Linked DNA regions of Zea mays: all the other regions are linked to region 1. A link is a contact called in public Hi-C data. All regions are on one chromosome and are shown on one strand. The core of a region is the stretch at or near the end of the contact, and the rest is flanking DNA. Distances in the headings are between cores, read along the strand shown.

The links. A called contact is a pair of places that touch in the nucleus more often than the background predicts.
Region 2: a Hi-C map of tassel shows a contact between it and region 1, with 2.6 times the contacts expected there. The contact joins the enhancer-like site here to the promoter of LOC100276884 in region 1. A contact is called at or near these places in 2 of 25 Hi-C or Micro-C datasets (ear and tassel).
Region 3: a contact with region 1 is called in a Hi-C map of tassel, with 2.7 times the contacts expected there. The contact joins the promoter of LOC100279555 here to the promoter of LOC100276884 in region 1. A contact is called at or near these places in 2 of 25 Hi-C or Micro-C datasets (ear and tassel).

Annotation. Positions count from the first base shown.
Region 1 is chr5:180,981,987-180,985,357 of Zm-B73-REFERENCE-NAM-5.0, reverse strand. It overlaps LOC100276884, which reads left to right and starts at 1,998. Exons shown (of 6, transcript NM_001360707.1): 1 at 1,998-2,885. The coding sequence starts at 2,278. It overlaps LOC100283034 (F-box protein GID2), which reads right to left and starts at 1,011. Exons shown (of 1, transcript NM_001155936.2): 1 at 1-1,011. The coding sequence starts at 936. The coding sequence ends at 226.
Region 2 is chr5:180,447,113-180,450,670 of Zm-B73-REFERENCE-NAM-5.0, reverse strand. No RefSeq gene overlaps it. Among protein-coding and RNA genes, the nearest start is that of LOC100383655, 7.4 kb to the left of the region's middle. Within about 2 kb of position 1,265, at least 18 of the 20 cell types and tissues checked have an H3K27ac peak or open chromatin away from gene starts, as enhancers often do. A contact at or near this core is called in ear and tassel, where this site is marked.
Region 3 is chr5:180,298,611-180,301,967 of Zm-B73-REFERENCE-NAM-5.0, reverse strand. LOC100279555 reads right to left here and starts at 1,921. Exons shown (of 3, transcript NM_001351795.1): 1 at 1,578-1,921; 2 at 1,318-1,447; 3 at 1-786. The coding sequence starts at 1,713. The coding sequence ends at 51.

The DNA of each region.
Region 1 (3,371 bases), core at 749-3,248:
TTGCAATGAATTCCATCCAATCTCGCTCACCTTATTTGCCTCCCGATCAGTACATCCGCACCTATCTGAATAGTCTTCTCTGCCCACCAATCCAAATGACTTGATCACCTCTTTACTGCCACAAATACAGTGAAGAACCACAACATAATCACCTACATAACATAAGCAGCTGTGGTGATGCTGCATGAGAGGTAAGCTCCTATTTTTCACAAACTTGATCAGTGATCACCCACACTGGCCACCTCCATTCTTATCTCCATCTTTATCCTTGTCCTTAGGAGGAGGTGGAGGAGCATTAGGCATCTTCAGGAAGAATGAGGTCGAGAGCAAAGACAGTGAGACTTGGACCTGATCCCGGCCCATCCTCACCGGCAACTGCCGCCTCTGCTGCCCGCGCGGCGCTCCAGCAGCACGCCGCTGGACCGGACGGATGTACATCTCGTGTAGGCGCCGGAAGCCGCCAAGCGGAAGCACGACACTGCGAAGCATCTGCTCGGAGAATCCAGTGCAGGCCCACTCCCGCACGCACGCCGCCTCCCACAACCGCTCGTCCCTCGCCAGCAGCCGCCACCCGCGGCTCACGCACGCCGCGGCCGCCAGTGTCCGGGCCTCCGCTCGCATCAGCACCTCGAACACCAGGTCCTCCCCGAGATCCGGCACCCTCGCCTGCTCGCCCCCTGCGGGCTCGGGGCCTGGAGGCGGCTGCTCGCCCACTCCTGCGTCCTGCAGCAACTGCTCCGGCAGCGGTGGCGGCAGAGCCTGCGAGGACGAAGACGAGCACTCGCCAACCACGCTGGAGCTTGAGGACGGCTCCTCCGTCCGCTGCTTCTTACTCCGCTCGCCCGGGGGCGAGCCGCCGACGCCTGTGGCAACGGGGGCTGGGGCCCGGTCCCGGTGGCCGTCACCACCGCCTGGTGCATCAGAGCGGCACTTCATGGCCGGCGATTCGGGACAACCGTTCCCCTGGTCCCTGGAGAGATTTGTGGATGGACCTGCGATAAGCAGTGCAGATTATCACGCTTTTAGGGTGTTATTTGCAAAATAAACAGAATAACGGTAAATTTAAGATAAATAATTATACTTTAATTTATACACTATTTATCATGTGCACATGATTCTCGACATACATATCCAATAACACACCTATGAATGTATCGTGTACATGAGCCTGGCCAGCTGGAAACTGAAGTTCTGAGCATATAACCGAATGCAACTAAAAATCTTACAATAATTTGTTTTACATTCACTCGTGCGCCCTACGCTTTTGATATATAAACAACCAAAAAAAAACGCTCAAATAAAGTCAATATATGACAAGATGATGTGGTTAATCAATAAGACGGACTATATCCACAAATTACTTGTACGAGTACTTTCGAAAAGATTGAACTTGCAGATTTCATGGTGGACAGAGTTATCACAGCTGCTTTGTTATTGAGAGGTATGTCACGTGCCACGGAAGAACATTAAAGTAGGGTAAACAAAACTTTGCCTTAAAAACATTCGTTGGCTCCCTTGATGACATTTCAGCTTCAGACATCGTCATTTTTTAGGCGTTGGCTTTGATTGAAGGGGCATGAGATGAGATGTCACGAAGCTGGAGTGCAATAATCACACATTCACACGCACATCTCGTGTGCTGCTACTACAGCCGTGCAGTGCAGCGTGCAGGTGAACCGGCAGGGAAAACGCCCGTCATCATCATATTTGCGTTGCCGTTGGAAGAGGAACGCTGGATCCAGCGCAGCAAATGCAAATCGCCAGCGCCGAAGCAACCACTCGGCATTTCCGTCATATCCAAGCAGCTATCCTCGCGTCCAAAGTGCCCACGGCGCTCCCAGGCCCCAGCCGGACGCCGGACGCCGGTCGCGCTCCGCCCCAACACGAAAACCCCGAACCCTCTCCGTGGCTGTTTCTGCAACTTGGTTGGGCTTCCCATTCGTCGCGTACTCGCGTTGCCAGCCGCCTCCCTCAGTCGCTCCTCCGAAAGTCCAAACCGCGTCCGCTTCCGGCTTCCCTTGCTCCCCTGGAATTCCGCGCGACGTCGCCGTCAGTCACCCGGCAGTTCGCTCGCGCAGGTCATCGTCTCCCCGATGACCGAAACGGTTACTCCCCCTAGTCGCACCAGTCACCACCACCACCAGTCCACCACCAGCGCCGAGCAGTTAGCCAGTTGCCACTACTCCCCGCATCGCTAATTGCTCTAGGACGTGTCTCGTTAATCCTCCCCATTCCTCATACCGCCCGATCCTACCTCCCCAACCGCCAATCGCAGCCATGTCCTCTTCCTCCACCTCCTCCTGCCACGGCAGCGGGAACCCTAGCCCCCCCGCAGCGGCGGGGGCCGTGTCGGTGGCGGCGGCGGCGGCGGGCCCCGCGGCGTGGCCCAGGCGGCAGTGCCGGGACGTGTTCTGGCTGGTGGTCTTCCTCCTCCACCTGCTCGTCTTCGGCGCCGCGCTCGCGCTCTTCGGCCTCAACCGCTTCCACCAGGCCGACCGCTTCAACATCGGCCGCTACGCCAACCTCACCGCGGAGCCCTGGGGCACCCCCGCAGGCCCGCCGGACCCCGCGCCCGCGCCGCCGCCGCCCTCCGTCTACCGCTCCGAGGACCCCTCCGTGCCGCCGTCCGAGCTCACCGAGACGTACTGGAAGTACTACGGCGCCGCGGGGGCTGTCGGGGCCGCGCTCGCGTGCGCGTGGCTGGCGGCGGCGGCCTGGAGGAAGGATGGCGGCAAGGTGGTCATGCGGACCGCCGTGCACTGCCTCACGGCGTACCTCGCGGTCGTCAGCGTCCTGTGCTTCTGGGGGAAGCACTTCTTCTGGGGCGTCGCTCTGGCCGTCGGCGCCGGCCTGCACTTCCTCTACGTCATGTCTGTGCTCGATAGGTACAGCTCAGGACAACACTGTGTTCTCAATTTGTCTGTAAAGATTGCCTACTCCATCTCATTTCAGACGAACTTGGACTCTAGTGAATGTTGGTCTGATGCCGACACCGAGAAGGCCAGCGAATTTCTGCGATTAAGATGCAAATTCGAACAATATCCATTTGCAGCTGAATGCAAATATGCACAATCTCACATATAACTGCATGAAGATCCCGCTAGGAGGTTGATTCATGTCTCTATCAAGGCTCCTTTCAGAGAGTTGTCTGCACGTGTTGCATAGCTGTGGTTGCACTCGTGTGCCATAACGCTAATCTTCTTTGCTTCCTTGATTGATATGGTTTTTTTAACGTGTGAGTCAAAGCGTCACATATGTTAGCATAGATTTGTGCCACTTTTTACATATTGTGATCACATCTTTGAGATAAATCAACCAGTTGTTTGAAGTTGGGAACTGATAAGTGCACTTTAAGCTATAATTTGTTATGT
Region 2 (3,558 bases), core at 16-2,515, 530 kb after region 1:
AGATGTTTTTATTATTAAATATAAATTGTGTGTATATATATATATATATATATATATATATATATATATATATATATATATATATATATATATATATATATATATATATATATATATATATATATATATATATATATACGTTTTTTGTAAAATAAAAAATATACTCGTGTCGGGTCCGGCCAGCACTACCGGACAAGGCTACAACCCAAGCACGACACGATGTTCTTGGTTCTTGCAACCATTATGTCGTTTTTGAGACCACATTGGTGCAATGGACTCCATGGTGTTTGAGGTTGCTGAATTGGACGGAGCAACAATGATTTGTCACACTAACAGTAAAAGGAAAGGTTATTTATTGGTTTTAAACGTTAGTAATTGCTACGATGTACCATAATTTATATGGAGCGCGTTCAGTTTTTATTGATGCCTGACTTTAGTTGTCACTCCATATTTTTATCTATCTTTTTTATAAGTTTGAGTTCATGTGACTTATTTTAGAATCTTGAGCTCACAAAATTTCTCTTATTTAGTCTCTGTACCGTGAAATTATGTCATTCTATAATCTCTGTTTGTTCAATCAGTCGTTGTGAACTCTCTTCTAATCGATCACTTCATTGGCCGTGTTTAACAAGACATATTGAATGGAGTAAACAATAACATCAGTTAGTCAAATTAAAAAAAATATTATATAGAGAACGGAAACAATCAATAAAAAATCTTGAGTATGCTTTAATCTCATTCAATAATGCTGATGAATAGAGTATGTCTTTTATGATTAGACAGAGCTTGCAACAGATAAGCGTATCGGAAGAATTCACTGAAATTCGCTGAATCAACTTTGAAATTCAGTAAGAAAAAAAAAGGGACAAGCTCAGATACGCTTATGTCTTCAAAGGTTCAGAAGAAAGCACCGGACCCACCAGTGCTACTGCTTTTCGTCACAGCTTGCTACATGTCGTTGCGTTCAGAGTAATCTTTATATCATCAGCTAGTCCTTGCTCTCTGGGCTGTTTGGTACTCGTATTGCTAGCGACTGTGGCGGAGGCGTAGACGCGTAGTGATACTGTGCCGCATGACCGCATGGGCTCGTGCAGGAACCTCAGTTCTGTCTATACGCATATTGAGCCATTTGTGGAGCGTTTCATGGGCCATGTTTTCGTGTGGTGGGCTAAATTTAAGCAACAAGTCCACAAAGCATCAGCTCAACCCGAGATGGCTACGAACCTGAGAGTTTTCGTTCACCTGACCTGACGGTGGTAGCGGTAATTGCGTAGTGCAGTGGTAGCCCAGCTAGGGATGATTGAGAATTGCAGAGGCTGGGCGCGGACCGACACATACGGTGAGTCGGTGATACGGGATCTGGTTTCCGCAGCAAATTCAGGCGAGCGGCACGCGGCAGCACCAGCGAATCATCCCAGGGTTCATCTGCGGCGGCATAGTCCATTCTCGCAACACAACTGTGACAAGGTCTCATCATCTAACTAAGAAACTCATAATACGAGAAATAATTCACTTTGCCAACCAATAAAATAAATGATAATACAAGGAATATGTTGTATTCAAAATCTCCAAGTCAAGAACAATTGTTCTAAACACAATAGGTTCCTTAGAACTAAGATAACCGAAGCACTATAAACGAACTATTATGCATACCATCTTTTTATTAAAAAATGTTATATTTATATACGTAACAATAAAACTTATGTATCAAAATGCTGTATATGCAAATGCATAATAGCAAAGTGTTGAAGAAATAGGCATTTTTAGTTTTAATTTAATGTAGAAAATCACAGTGATGTATGTGACGTCATGTATGTGCATATGTGTATCACTACTCATATAAGCAGTAATTAACAATAAAATATGCACAAATACAAAGAATAGATTGTACCCTGCGGAGGGACCGAAGCTCAAGGCATCAGTGGCTTCATTCACACGAGACATCACGTGTGTATGTTCGATGTACTCGTACGCAGTCGACGTAGGCAGATGTAAGCAGTGCAGTCCCACGAACAGTCGTAACAAGAAGCACTCTCCCCTCCTCGTATATATACACGTGCAGAGGGAGACCAACGGACAGTACGACCGCCATTAGAGCTACCATTAGTAGCAGTAATGGACGGTCATCACTCTAGGCAAAATGTGCAACCGTTAGGGAGGAATATTCGGACCAAGGTTTGATCTACCACGGCCCAGCTGTGAGCGCGCGCGTGTGGTAGTCCTTCATCATTTTCTCAGCTTCTCGATAGATGCACCAATGATCCACCTATTTAAGTTGGGTGAATTGTTACTTCAACTTCCGGTATGGTACTAAAGTACTAGTACACCGTAGCATTAAAATAAGCTTCTAGTATTGACTATTATTGAATATTAATATGACTCAGGCTCACATTAATTCAACAGAAATTTCCATTGGCTATATACGGCTCTCTTATTCTTTAGGGTTCTCATGTCCTGAGGGATGCTGCATAATCTTCCTCAAATTATCAGGCCTATCGGTAACATCCTTCATCGTTGGCCTATTCACACCACTCATCTCTAAGCACTACTTCGCTAACTCTGCAATCTCAACGTTCGCACTATTCTTGATCTGTATAGTTAGTATTTTGTATCTGTGCAAGTATATAGTAGCTTTAAATTTGATGTTAAGAGTGTAAAATAAAAAAACTAAAAGATAGAGTGCACTGGATTTTTTTTTTATTATTTCTGATGCCTTGTAAAGTTCTTCAAGCCACTTAAGGTTATTGTTCTTTTATCTACTAATTCTAGCTTATAAATGCTTCTTTAACACACAATATCTGACATACGGTGTTTAGCAATCATCCAGGAAGAAAGCTAGTTATTCGTGGGTACATGGATTTTAAAGTATATATGTCTTATTTCATCTTTTAAGGTCAACGTTAATAAAATTGTGAATTGATATTCAAAAAAATATTTGCGATGCAAGGCCTATCATGTGCCTAGGAGGCCCTCATAATACTCCAGCAGCACTAATTGGTGTTTTTTTGCTCTCGAAATGAAATTGCCTGTTCCTCATCCATCAGTCTGACTGATGGGAATGAAATGTTCTCGCTTCGTGTAGCAGACTGGGAGGTGACAAAAGAATGTATTAGTATCACCATTTTTTAAACAATCACCAAATGAAACCAGGCGAACGGGATGGACCTTGCAAGGGAGGTAGAAGGGTGACATGGCTGTCGTGGCCGGTGGCCGGTGGCAGAGGTCTTCCTTTCCGGTACGCCATTTGTCTCTTTCATCTTATCCTCCCCGAAACTAGAGGAACATAATGTTGAATAATTAGACAAATTTCAGATTAAATTCCAAATATAAATCATGACCAAATCAGAAGAACTGAAATAAAAAACCAAATCAGATGATGCGTACTGATTAGACATACTGATAGATGACGCGTGCCGGAATCAGCAGGGTCGACGACGTCGAAGCAGCGAAGTCAGCAGAGTCGACGAGGTCAGAAGATCACGAGCAGTCGCGTGAAGACGCTTCCCAAAAACTTTATTCGCCCTCTCCCGGTGCAGGATCTAGAAGACGAAGGGTTCC
Region 3 (3,357 bases), core at 672-3,171, 680 kb after region 1:
CATGACAAGGTAACATTAGCACAGGTTCGTTATTATTGCACGACAATCACTCAGAACTCGGCCGCCGCCGTCGCCGGCGGCAAGTACGCGGCGGCGGGGTCCGTGACAGCATCGGAAGTCAGCGAGGACGAGGACGACGACATGGAGGAGTTGACCATGTTCAGTATGCTGCTCCAGTAGCCCTTGTCCTCTTCCTCCTGCTGCTGCTCACAGACGCTGGCGTCCGTCGACGAGGCCGCGAACCCCTTCTCCGCGCCGGCGACGGAGCAGCCGAGAAGGACGCCTGCAAGGAAGCCTGGCGCGGCGTCGGCGGCGGCCGCGGCAGTGTCAGCGAAGCGCTGTTGCTGCTCCGCCCCGAACGCCTCTGCGTAAGCGCGTGGCGTCAGGGCGTGGGTGTCGTGCGCCGCACTGGCGAACAGCACGCTCTCGGAGAAGCTCAGAGTCGATGTCGGCGACTCGAGCCCGCTAAACGCGGGGCCCGGCCCGGGCCCTGGCGGCGGCGGCGGCGAGGAAAGGGCACGCAGCCTGGCCTCGCGCGCCAGACGCGCCTCGGCCTCGAGGCGCGCGCTCTCCCACTGCGCCGTGTGGCTGAGGTGCGCGGCGGCCCTGTAGCGCGCTCCAGAGTTGTTGCCGGCGCCAGAGGAGCCTCCCACGACGTCGGCGCGGGCCTTGTGCGTGACGGGGTCGATGCCCATCTTGGCGAGCCGCTTCTTGAGGTGCGTGTTCCAGTAGTTCTTGATCTCGTTGTCCGTGCGCTTGGGCAGGTGCGTCGCGATCGACGACCACCTGCGGGTTGCGCGAGGGCATGTCATTGTCAGTCATTTTTTTTTCACCTCTGATGAAGCAAGCAATGTTACTAGTAACTCGAACAGTAAAGAAGGTTTGGCGTAATGGTTAGAGGCGTGTAGGGGGGGTGCATTGAAGGAGCTCGTGGTGGAGTAGGACGGACAGCAATGATGGGGGCGTGGCGAGGTCAACATGGCATGGCCAGGGCGACAAGCGGGCGGTGACGATGGTCCAACGCCCTGACATGGATGGCGAGGCACAGCGAGGCAAGCGGGCTCGCGCCAACATTAATGACAAACGTGACAAGACCAATAAACTGGCCCCGTGCGATGCGAGTACTCTACTCTTTTTGCCACACCTCAGTTTCACCCATGCACGTTGTTACAGACAAGATGTATAGTACTCCTTTTGCCACGCCGGCCTCAGTTTCACTCACGACATTCCTGCCGACGCGAGCACGAGGCACACGCGAGCTGTGCTGTGTCATGCATGGCAAAGCGAAACAAGTGCATGATGATGAAGAATGATCACCTGTTGCCGAGGAGAGCGTGGAGCTGGATGATGGTCTGCTCCTCCTGCAGCGTGAACTTGCCCCGCTTGATGTCCGGCCGCAGGTAGTTGGTCCACCGGAGCCGGCAGCTCTTGCCGCACCGCCGCAGACCTGCAGAGAGACGCACACGCATAGATGAGCATTATATTCTGCTGGATGGCAAATATAATAAAACGAATGGAATGCGAAGAAAACGTGAGGTCGATGGATATATCGTCGAGCTCCGTCGTCGGATCCTCACCGGCCTTGGCCGGCAGCGAGCGCCAGCAGCCGTGTCCGTGCTGCTCGATGAAGGCCAGCAGTTTCTGGTCCTCCTCGGACGTCCACGGCCCCTTCTTCAGCCCGGCCTCCTTCTCGCAGCACGGCGACCGCCCCATCGCAGCGCCGCGCGCGGCGACCACAGGAGCGAGAAGGACGGCAGGGACACGCAGCTCGCCCAGAGGTAGACGATAGCTCCTCTCCAGTCAGTCGATCTAGCTAGTGACAAGGGAATGAAGTGACCTGGTCGGTGTCGCTAGCTAGCGGCATAAATAGAGCGGGGGCCGGGGCGTGCCGCGTGCGCGGTGCCCTAGCTACTAGCTGGGGCCTGGGCGACTTCCCGTACGTGCGTGCAGCCGAGACCGAGAGTACCCCAGTAGTAGTACTGACTGAGTGACTGACCAGTGCGGCAGTGCGCCAGCGCCGGCCGGGTTGGCGAGAATCTTCCTGGCTTTCCGTGCGGCCACGGCCAAGGGTGGCCCAGACGTCAGGCGGCGCACCCCGCTTTTCCCGTCCCCCCCTCGTCATGCGCGCTGCACGTGCGCCACCGTTGGGCCGCCGGGCGGCCGACCGAGGCCCGGGTGCCAGCAAACGAACCAAAGGTACGTGGTGGTACGTCTCCGGCAGATAGATGGCGACAGCGGTTGGTGCGCGGCTGGCCGGCCGGCTTGGTTCGCCGCGGGCTACGGGAGAGCGCGGCGGCTACCCAGCAGGGTCGCCGTCGTCGTACTCGTACAGATGGATAGTGACGGCGCGCCGGCCGAGCTGCGTGTTCATGCATGCGCTTAAACTCCCATGGCTCTCGCCCGTGCCGCATTCTCCGGTCGTCGTCTCCTGGCCGCGTCGGGCGCCGTGCTGCTGCTGCTGCCTAGCTTAGTAGCAGGTTTTTTAAATTTTCCTGGCGGTACGAATCCGGATGTTTGACTGCATCTGGCGCGAGCTCATCTTGAGTGGCTGCCGGAGCATCCACAGCTGAGAATTGAGATGCATGTTGGTCTGGGGCAGTTTACTGTGCCTGGCAGTGGCAGTGGCAGGCGGCAGCGTCCTGCTCCTGCTCCGCTCTTCATCTGGCCCTACACTGTTCCGGGCGCGCGGGAGTTATGGTGAAGCCGATTGCCGCTTGCAGGTGAAAAGGACGCGCGCCGTGTCGCTGCGCAATTGATCTGACCCTCTCGGCATTTTCAGCAACTCGTTCCGCTCTGCTCCTCGGTTTCTGATGAAGAGATGAGGGGAAGGATGCCTTTCCCTGCTCTCTGAATCCTGAAAGCACAACTGTCTGAGCAGCGTTCTTTTCCTCTGTTGTTATATATGGAAAAAACAAAGAAAGGCAAAAAGAAGAAAAAAAACTCTGAGGTCAGAACTTTGCAGATGGAGTAGGACTGTAGGAGGCCTCTGTGAAAACTATGCCCAGTTACAATACAACGCATACAGTGGAGCCATGGTAGGAACAGTGGATCAGTTAGGCCATTAATTGTGCGGTTTCCATGGCAAATTGCCACAGGACCACCACCCTGTCCCTGTGGAGTGTAAACAGATCTGTCCGGAAGCCCATGTGCATTCCTACTCCTACCCAAGGAATTACCGACCGGTCTCAGTTTCGTTTCTGGGTTTTCGACGGTCGTCAGCGTGGAAGACATGCACATACCCAAAAAGAATTGCCATCTCTAGTCTAGTCTATCCCCTCAGAATTCTACTCAGCGGACATCTAAACCTTTGCTTGTACATATGAAAGCAGAAATAACGAAGATTAGTAGTAGAAGTTC